2 separate regions of the Drosophila melanogaster genome follow, and region 1 is linked to region 2. Evidence: chromatin contacts called from public Hi-C data. All regions are on one chromosome and are shown on one strand. Each heading gives the region's core, a stretch centred on a gene start, on an enhancer-like site or on the middle of the called end of the contact. The rest is flanking DNA. Distances are from core to core; before and after follow the strand shown. Region 1 holds the start of CG34408. Region 2 holds the start of lncRNA:CR42767 (long non-coding RNA:CR42767).

What was found. Hi-C and Micro-C count contacts between places; a contact is called where the count stands out from the background.
Region 1: a contact with region 2 is called in a Hi-C map of the Kc167 cell line, with 1.8 times the contacts expected there. The contact joins the promoter of CG34408 here to the promoter of lncRNA:CR42767 in region 2. A contact is called at or near these places in 14 of 107 Hi-C or Micro-C datasets (the D17-c3 cell line, the Kc167 cell line, the OSC cell line and 6 more) and 1 of 6 datasets of contacts at active chromatin or transcription factors (the Kc167 cell line).

What each region holds. Positions count from the first base shown.
Region 1 is chrX:10,218,769-10,222,814 of dm6, reverse strand. CG34408 reads right to left here and starts at 2,705. Exons shown (of 15, transcript NM_001298146.1): 1 at 2,075-2,705; 2 at 1,233-1,452; 3 at 551-949; 4 at 229-489. The coding sequence starts at 2,266. CG15308 reads left to right here and starts at 3,676. Exons shown (of 2, transcript NM_144289.4): 1 at 3,676-3,742. The coding sequence starts at 3,737. It also overlaps asRNA:CR45629.
Region 2 is chrX:9,556,807-9,560,851 of dm6, reverse strand. It overlaps lncRNA:CR42767 (long non-coding RNA:CR42767), which reads left to right and starts at 2,386. Exons shown (of 2, transcript NR_037724.2): 1 at 2,386-2,528; 2 at 2,591-3,313. Cubn (Cubilin) reads left to right here. Exons shown (of 15, transcript NM_167193.2): 13 at 1-1,033; 14 at 1,104-1,779; 15 at 1,838-2,187. The coding sequence ends at 2,091.

The sequences.
Region 1 (4,046 bases), core at 1,456-3,955, 660 kb before region 2:
AACCAGCGATAAACAAACGAACAAGAGAAAAGAGAAAGAAATACTCAGCTAGCCTTTCAATAATCTAATGCTAAACGTTGAAGAGCGACAATATTGGATTTACCGACAACATGGAACCTGGTACTTGTGTTTTTAACATTCAAGTTGTACAAAGACAATTGAAAGTGGCATTACACAAGTACCAGGCTCCCAAAAGAATCAACACCCAAATTCCAAACAGGATCTTACCTAGAAAAGCGTCCACTTGACTGGAAATTCCCTTCATGGCATTGAGGAAGATCTGCGGCAGTTGTTGCAGGCAGGGATGCTGATGCGTCTCGGCGCCCTTTTCATGGGTCAACGCCCACTGAACAAAGTGTGATGATTTGCTGATGATATGTGGTGAACAGAGCGCCGTGGGATTGCCAATCATACGCAGGAAGCGGTACCAAGTCTGGGCCACACAGTCGTTGGACATTCCAATTGGTATCAGCTGGCCATCCTCGTCGGCTGTGGATGTTTAAGAAGATTACAAATTATTATGTTATAATATTTACATAACGAAACTCACCATTCTTGAGCTGTGGAAACGCAGGACCATAGCTGAACTCCAGCAGGCGAGCGGTTAGTGCCAAGTTCACTCGATTCCATTGATCCACGAGGGCTACACGGTGTCGCCACATGGCACACGACTCCTGCAGCGTCTTCCACATCGACGGTGAGGGAAAACTGCGAACGCAGGCCAGAAGCCAGACCTCGAAGAGCACGGATAGCACACGCTCGCACAGCTGATCGCCCACATCGTCCTTGACGGTGGGCGGCGCCAGCAGGATCTCATTGATAGCCAGCAGAAAGAGAAGCAGCGTGTCCCACGTCTGCCGATCCATTAGCTGCGATATCTGAGCAGTTTGCTGCAGAGTTCGTAGCACCCGATGGCAGAGCACTGCCTGCCGTTTAATTGTATCTGCACCTGAAAGCCATTAAGTGTAAGTATTAGTTGTGGCCTTTAATATTCGAATGGATTCTAGTCCTCTACTCGTAGGACAAATATTGTCAAAGAATTAATAGCATTTTCACAGCTTAGACATTATTTTTCCCAAGAGCAACCTATGTACGTGTGTATATGTAAAGAGCATGAGCAACCTACCAAGCGTGGTTTGGTATAGAAATGGCAAGACTTGAAATTTAGAGCGGGGTTAAGGGACAGCATATATAAATCATAAAATCCATGGGCCTGGTGGTCATCTACTTACTTTCGCCCTGGCGCGGCACAAACAGATTGTGAAAGTGATTGATGATCTGGCGAGCATAGAGATTGGCATCCTCGCATATCGGCTTCGGTACACTGATCCTGGGCTGCGGATGCAGCGCCGTCAGCCACTCGCAGTACACATTCACGCAATCCTTGATCGTCTCGTGTTCCTGCAGAGGAAGCGAAAGTCCGAAGCAGATCACGTCCATGCACCATTTTACCTAGAATCGAATCGAGTTATTGTAAGTAATCTGAGTTATCTAAGTTTCAACATTTTCCATTCCAAGGAAAACTCGTATTTTTCTATGAGAACATTCCAAGCATTCTATAAATAGCAATTCTACATTAAACCAACAAACAACAATTATATTTCGTTTCCAGATTGAGGTAATATAAATTGAGTTTGCATTCATTCATTTGGCAATTACATGCACAATTTTATGGATTTAATGGAAGCTTTTCCAGAACATTACTAATACATTATTTCACTCATTAAACTAATGCTTTGTTGGACATGTGTGTAAGCAATGTTTTTGCAAGTCTTAAAGTTAAGAAAATTGTATGAAGAAAGTTTAACTTCCGGTTTAAGATTCAATTTGATATAAGATATACTATTTCGTTTTAGGCATTTTAAGGATACTACTTTGCTTCTCATAAAAAATAAGCAGATTTCCTGAAATCTAAAATCCCTTCCTGACCATATAATATATAGTATTGACTATAGTATATAATATAGAAGTAATTGTAATAAAACATTTATCTAACAATTATCTTTACAGCTTTCTACACGAGTAGCCTGCTTTATAGTAAACCATCCCGTGTGGGACAGCTACGATGACCCACCTCTTCGTCTTTGACCAGGTGACTGGGCTCTGCATTCTGCGTGATGCCCAGATTGGTGCCCAGCTGCTTGACCACGGAGACGACCACTTCGCGTCCGGCGGAGGCGGGGAATTTGTTGAGCACACTGAAGCACTGGGCGCCGCAGCTGTTGGCTGTGATTTGGGCAGACAGCGAGGCCCACTCGGAGTACATCCTGGTGTGGTGAGGAGTCCAAGGACTCTAGGGATCCTGGGGACTCTGCTGCTCCTGATGATCCTGGGGATCGTGGTAATCCTCCTCCTCCTCGATGCTTCCTATTCACCCGATAATCCGTATGGCGGTCCCTTCTCTGCGATCGCTACGATTTCTTGATCGGATTTCACTTTGTTGACGTCAACATGAAGAATTTAGGTGCAGGTGCGCCATGTTGTTGTTGTTGTTGTTGACTTGCTAATTGACCGCTCTCATGTTGCAAAATGCGAAGTTCCCCAAATGTTTATGTTGTCTCGCACTTCCCGCCCCTTTTATTTGTTTTTGTTTACAACTACGATTCGATTACACCGCCATTAAAGACCTATTTTTGCGATTTGTTTAATACAATAAAAAAAAAAAATAGAAATCCACAGCGAAAAGCGAGCGAGCGAGATGGAGCGATGTAAACAGCTGTGTTTTTTAGTACTTGGGCGGGACTATCGGCGCCTATCGACAATCGATATTGCAAGTGTTGATTAATGCTAAGCAAATTTATAACAGTTATAAAATTTAAACACATTTAAATATATTAATAATATGCTTTGCATCTAATTATCTATGAATGAAACTTAAACAAAAGCCCTTCATTGTTTTCCATTTTTCGTATGATATTTATTTTTCTGGGAGAAAGTGGCCTTAAACAATAGATTTACATAAATGTTTATTAAACAAAAAAGGTAAACTACCAAAAGACTCTCGAACATCAAAAGAAATTCGCTCAAAAGCATTAGGGCAATTAAACAGCGAAATTAAAGAGAGATTAGTTGTGTAAAAGATTATAGCATAATTAAAAACTAATAATGTTACTTTTCACATTGCCAAAATATTTTGTATGAGAAAACCAAAAGCAAACAATTTTTGTGTTTTTGCGCTATTTGTGTTGAGGAAGCTTCACTGAAATTTGCATAAATTTGCATTATTTTCGGTGAACCGAAAATCATAATGGGCGTGGACAATGGGCTCATAAATTGAGTTTAGCCAAAAATAGAAAAAGCCAAAAAAAAAACGAAGACAGTAAACCCAGCACAAAGTTTATGAAGCAATGAAGCAATTTGCACAAGAATTCATCAAAGGTGCGGAAATTCGCCAGGTGAGATGATCACCTGTCGCAAAAGGAACAACGTCCTCATTGTTTTGGCGATTTGAAAGGCGTCTCAAATAAGTTATGACTTCGGCACGCATTGTTCGATCGTCTCTGGTAAATCTGGCAAATATCAATGATAATGGCATCCCAAAATCAATATCTAAACAATTAAACGAACCCCGCACAAAATTTGCATCCGTATACGTTCTTTTTGGCCAGTTTTATTGCTCCACTTTTCAGATTCTTGACACTACGGGTATATAAGATCATCGTAACCGGCGACAGATCAGCACAAATTGTCCAGTCCTCCAAGCACAACTTACTCAAAAAGAACAAAGTTTGGAAACATGAAGGTGAGTTGAAGGTCGCAAGGATACGAAACAAAGGATAGCTGACCAAATTGTGAATGTACGATAACGAAACAAATACAAATACAAGTTCAAGGTTTCAAGTTTTTTTTTTTATGTGAAAATAAGTAGAATGTTGAATTATAAAAACAGTAATAATAAAAAAAAAAAACAGTGTGCATCAGCAAAATTTGTGAAGAAAAAGTGATCTTAATTGTGTTCTGGTTTTTTTTATCGTCTGCAGTCTGAAATTTTTTTAATGTGTTGCCCATAAAAATGGCTTTTAATTTGAAAATCACCTAAATTGTTT
Region 2 (4,045 bases), core at 1,137-3,636:
CCACGAGTATCGGGGCAAGGAATATGTTAATCTACTGCTCCGAACGGATGGCAGTTATTCCGGTCGCGGATTCACATTACTCTATACCAGCCGCCTTTGCGGTGGAATTATCTCGCGAACATCAATGGTGGAATCACCCGTACAGCATACGGATAACACCCTGCCACCTGGCAGTGATTGCTATTGGAATCTAACCGCCCCGGCTGGTTACAAGTTCAACATTAAGTTCCTATTCATTGACTTTGAGGCGAATAGCAATTGTGCCTACGATGGCGTCGAGGTATTCTCCGGACCCATCCCGGACGAGCGATACCGATGGGGACGCTTCTGCGGTCGCATTAACGAGGATCTGCCACTGATCAGTATTCCCCAAGAGCGGGGCATCATACACAGCTTCTCGGATGATCGGGATCCATCGAGGGGATTCCGTGCCTTGGTGCGCGTAATGCCAAATTGCGATGAGAAGATCTCGCTGAACGGATCGTCGCGTTATGTCTATAGCAAATTTAACAACGCTGGCGGTTATCAAAACGATTTGGACTGTCAAATAGTATTCCGGGTGAATCCTGATCAGCAGATAAGCGTGGAGTTCAGTAATTTCCATGTCCAAGACACGGACGGATGCCGCAGTGATTATGTGGAGTTGCGCGATGGTGGCGGAACCTTTGCCGACATTATCGGACGTTTTTGTGGCCAGAATCAACCGCCCACCTTGAGAACAACCAGGCATACGCTCTATATGCGCTTTGTCACCGATAATAAGGTGACGGATACGGGTTTCCAGGTGACCATCAATGCTATTCCCCGACTATGCGGCAGTTCAGAGATTACGTTGAGTGCGGATGGCACCAAGGAGGTCACCATTAATTCTCCGGCAAGGACGCCAGGTGGCAATTATCCCAATGGAGTGTCGTGCTTCTGGAAAATTAAGGGCGATTCCCTGCTGAGGGTGCAGTTCGTCAACTTTGATCTCCACGGACCGAATCAAAATGGTAGCTGCGTGGATGACTATTTGAAAATCTACAATAGTGAGGTGAATTGAAAAATGTTTTTTTTAAATTTGTATCTTTAATTTAATTAATCTCAACTTTTCTCCTATCTAGGATGCACCGCTGTTGGAGCAGGGATTGGGCACCGACCTGGTATTCAATGGCCAGACCTCCAGTAAGAACGGTTTCGGCTTTGCCACGGAGCATGTGTACTGCGGCAATGTGAAGCCGGACATCTATTATGGCCGGTCCAGCGAGGTGTATCTGAAGTTCCGGTCAAAGGGATTGGAGCAGCATGGTGGATTTCAGTTACAGGTCGCTCTGAACTCCAACCGAGAGCGCCACTACGATGGACTGCAGGGCAGAGTGCATTTATCACAGTCGGCCGATTGTAACATCATTATTCGGGCGCCACCAAATTACACCTTAAGTTTGTACTACACCGAATTGATATTCGGCACCTACGACTGCGAAATGGAGAATTTGGAGGTGTTCGACAGGACGAATCGATCGCTGCAGCGCGTCTGCTCCTTTGTGGACATGGGCAAGAGCCTGTTCAGCAATGCGAATGAACTGCGGCTACAGATGAAGACTGGCTCGTACTTGACCTCGCTGGATCTCACCTATTTGGCCAGTCCGGTGGAGAAGGGTCCTGGTTGCGGTGGTCAATTCTACAATACCGAGGGCATATTCTCAAATCCCTTCTATCCGAACAATGTGCGCAATAACTCAGAGTGTCAGTGGATTGTCCGCGTGCCGAGCAACAATGTTGTGTTCCTTACATTTGAAGGTGAGTTGAAAGCAATTGTACAACGATGGCATTTAATAATTAACCATTCTTTGTTTAGTCTTCAATCTGGGCTCGAAGACCACCTGTCACACGGACTACCTGCAAATCCTGGAACAGGACGCAACCGGTGAGGAGCGCGAAATGAGACGCTTCTGTGGCGAGGATAACCCAAAGTACTACAAGAGCCGGCGCAGCCAGGTGCTCGTCCGCTTTCACAAGACCGTCAACTACGATGGTATCGGTTGGGTGATCCGCTTTGCCGGTGTCTACTCCGACCATCAGATACCCAGACACCTGTTGGGCGGTTCTTAACCGCTTGATTTCTTCTTCAGCCGCAATCTGTATTAAGAAGCTTAAAATTCCTACAATTAAATCATTTCTATTGCAATAAATACATCTAAATAAAGGATAACTTCTCACATTCTCAATGGATCATATTGAATGTTCTTACATTGTGACTGGCGTCTCCTTTTCGCAGTCATGCCAAATAAAATTGTGTTTGGGTACTGTATACCTAAATGTAAAATCCATTTTCAAAGGTGACTAGATGAATTTAACAAGAAATAACCCGTAATATGAAAAACTACATCTAGTTGGCCGAGAAATTAACTGTCATTTTTCTTTTTTGAACAAAAGTTGTATTTCGTCGTTCAGGCTAGAGAAATTTCATTTGCCTTCGAGTCGGGCTACAAGCTAGTCGCATTTTCTCAAGTTACAAAAATGTAGCAAAATTTTTACACTTAAAAAAAGTGAGTATGAAGGAAATACACTAAAAGTACAGTCACCTCAAAGCGCGTACACATCGTTACAGCTACATTGCCGACGAAATGTCGGCACATGGCTTGGTTCCTCAACCAAATCCGAGGAATCCAAACCAGGAAACGACTTTGATAATGATTCGACAATAATACTCACAACTCATGAACACGATGCTCCATAACTGCCGGATGAGCACCAGACGGCGGCCCAATTCCGGAGGATCATCCAGCTGCAAATGTCACGACACTAGACTGTAAAAGTACAGTCCCCCCAAAGCGCATACACATTGTTACAGCAACAGTGCACAAGGCTTGATTCCTCGCCCGAATCCGAGGAATCTAAGCCAGGAAAGGACATTGATCATGATTCGCCACGTGTTGGACTAGATTTCTTACTACTCATGAACACGATGATTTATAACTGCCGGATAAGAAACATTCGGCGACCCAATTCCGATGCCACGACACTGGACTTATTAATGGTAACACAAGCGGATTAAATCGTTAAACACAGCCACCTAACGTTATCTATTGCGATTTACAATTAGTTTTGCCAGTTTACGCACTCTCCTTTGAATATGATAACACAGAAATTAACACTACTTACAGTGAAAATACTAAAAGAAAGCAGAATTTGAAAGTGGACTAGAAGTAACACTTATTACACAGAAACGCACACTGAAGACACCGAATGTTGTAACAAATACACTGAAAACACACAAAACAAAATATTGTATGAGCCATCGCAAAGAATAAAAACATCGATCAGTTGAACTAAATATGCGCTTTATTGCAATCTTGAATTGAGATTTTTACACATCTTAATCGGCAGCATGCGGTTCATGTCGCTGACTGTATTTGGATGTGTTTTGTGTTTGATGTTTGTAGGTTTTTGACAATTAAAAAAAAGCACGTTGTGTAAATACTTTTGATCACCTCTGTAGCTCGAACAGCTAATTATTAGTGCTAACAAAGTTTTGGGGAAATTAATTTTTGGGTCAAAATTGGCAAAAAATTTCAAAAAAATAGAATTTCCATTTTTGAACACAGTTTGATTGGAAATTTAATTACGAGCTCAACGAGGTATGACATTCCATATTCAGACAATTATTTTTAAAGTTATGGCCAAAAAACTGATTATTTGATGACCGAAATTCGGAAAAACGGATTTAGCCAAAAAGTTTATATTTACAAACGGAATTTTCATCATAACTTGGCCAAAAATGCTCATATAGATGTAAGAATAACTGTTTTGAGCAGCTAATTACCAGTACTAACGATCCCTATAACTTTTTGAAGTTTTTAGGGAAATTAATTTTTAAGTCAATTTTCGCATTTTTTGTAAGGGGTAACATCATCAAAATTTGCAAAAAATTTCAAAAAAATAGAATTACCATTTTTGAACACAGTTTGATTGGAAATTTAATTTCGAGCTCAACGAGGTATGACATTCCATATTCAGACAATTATTTTTAAAGTTATGGCCAAAAAACTGATTATTTGATGAC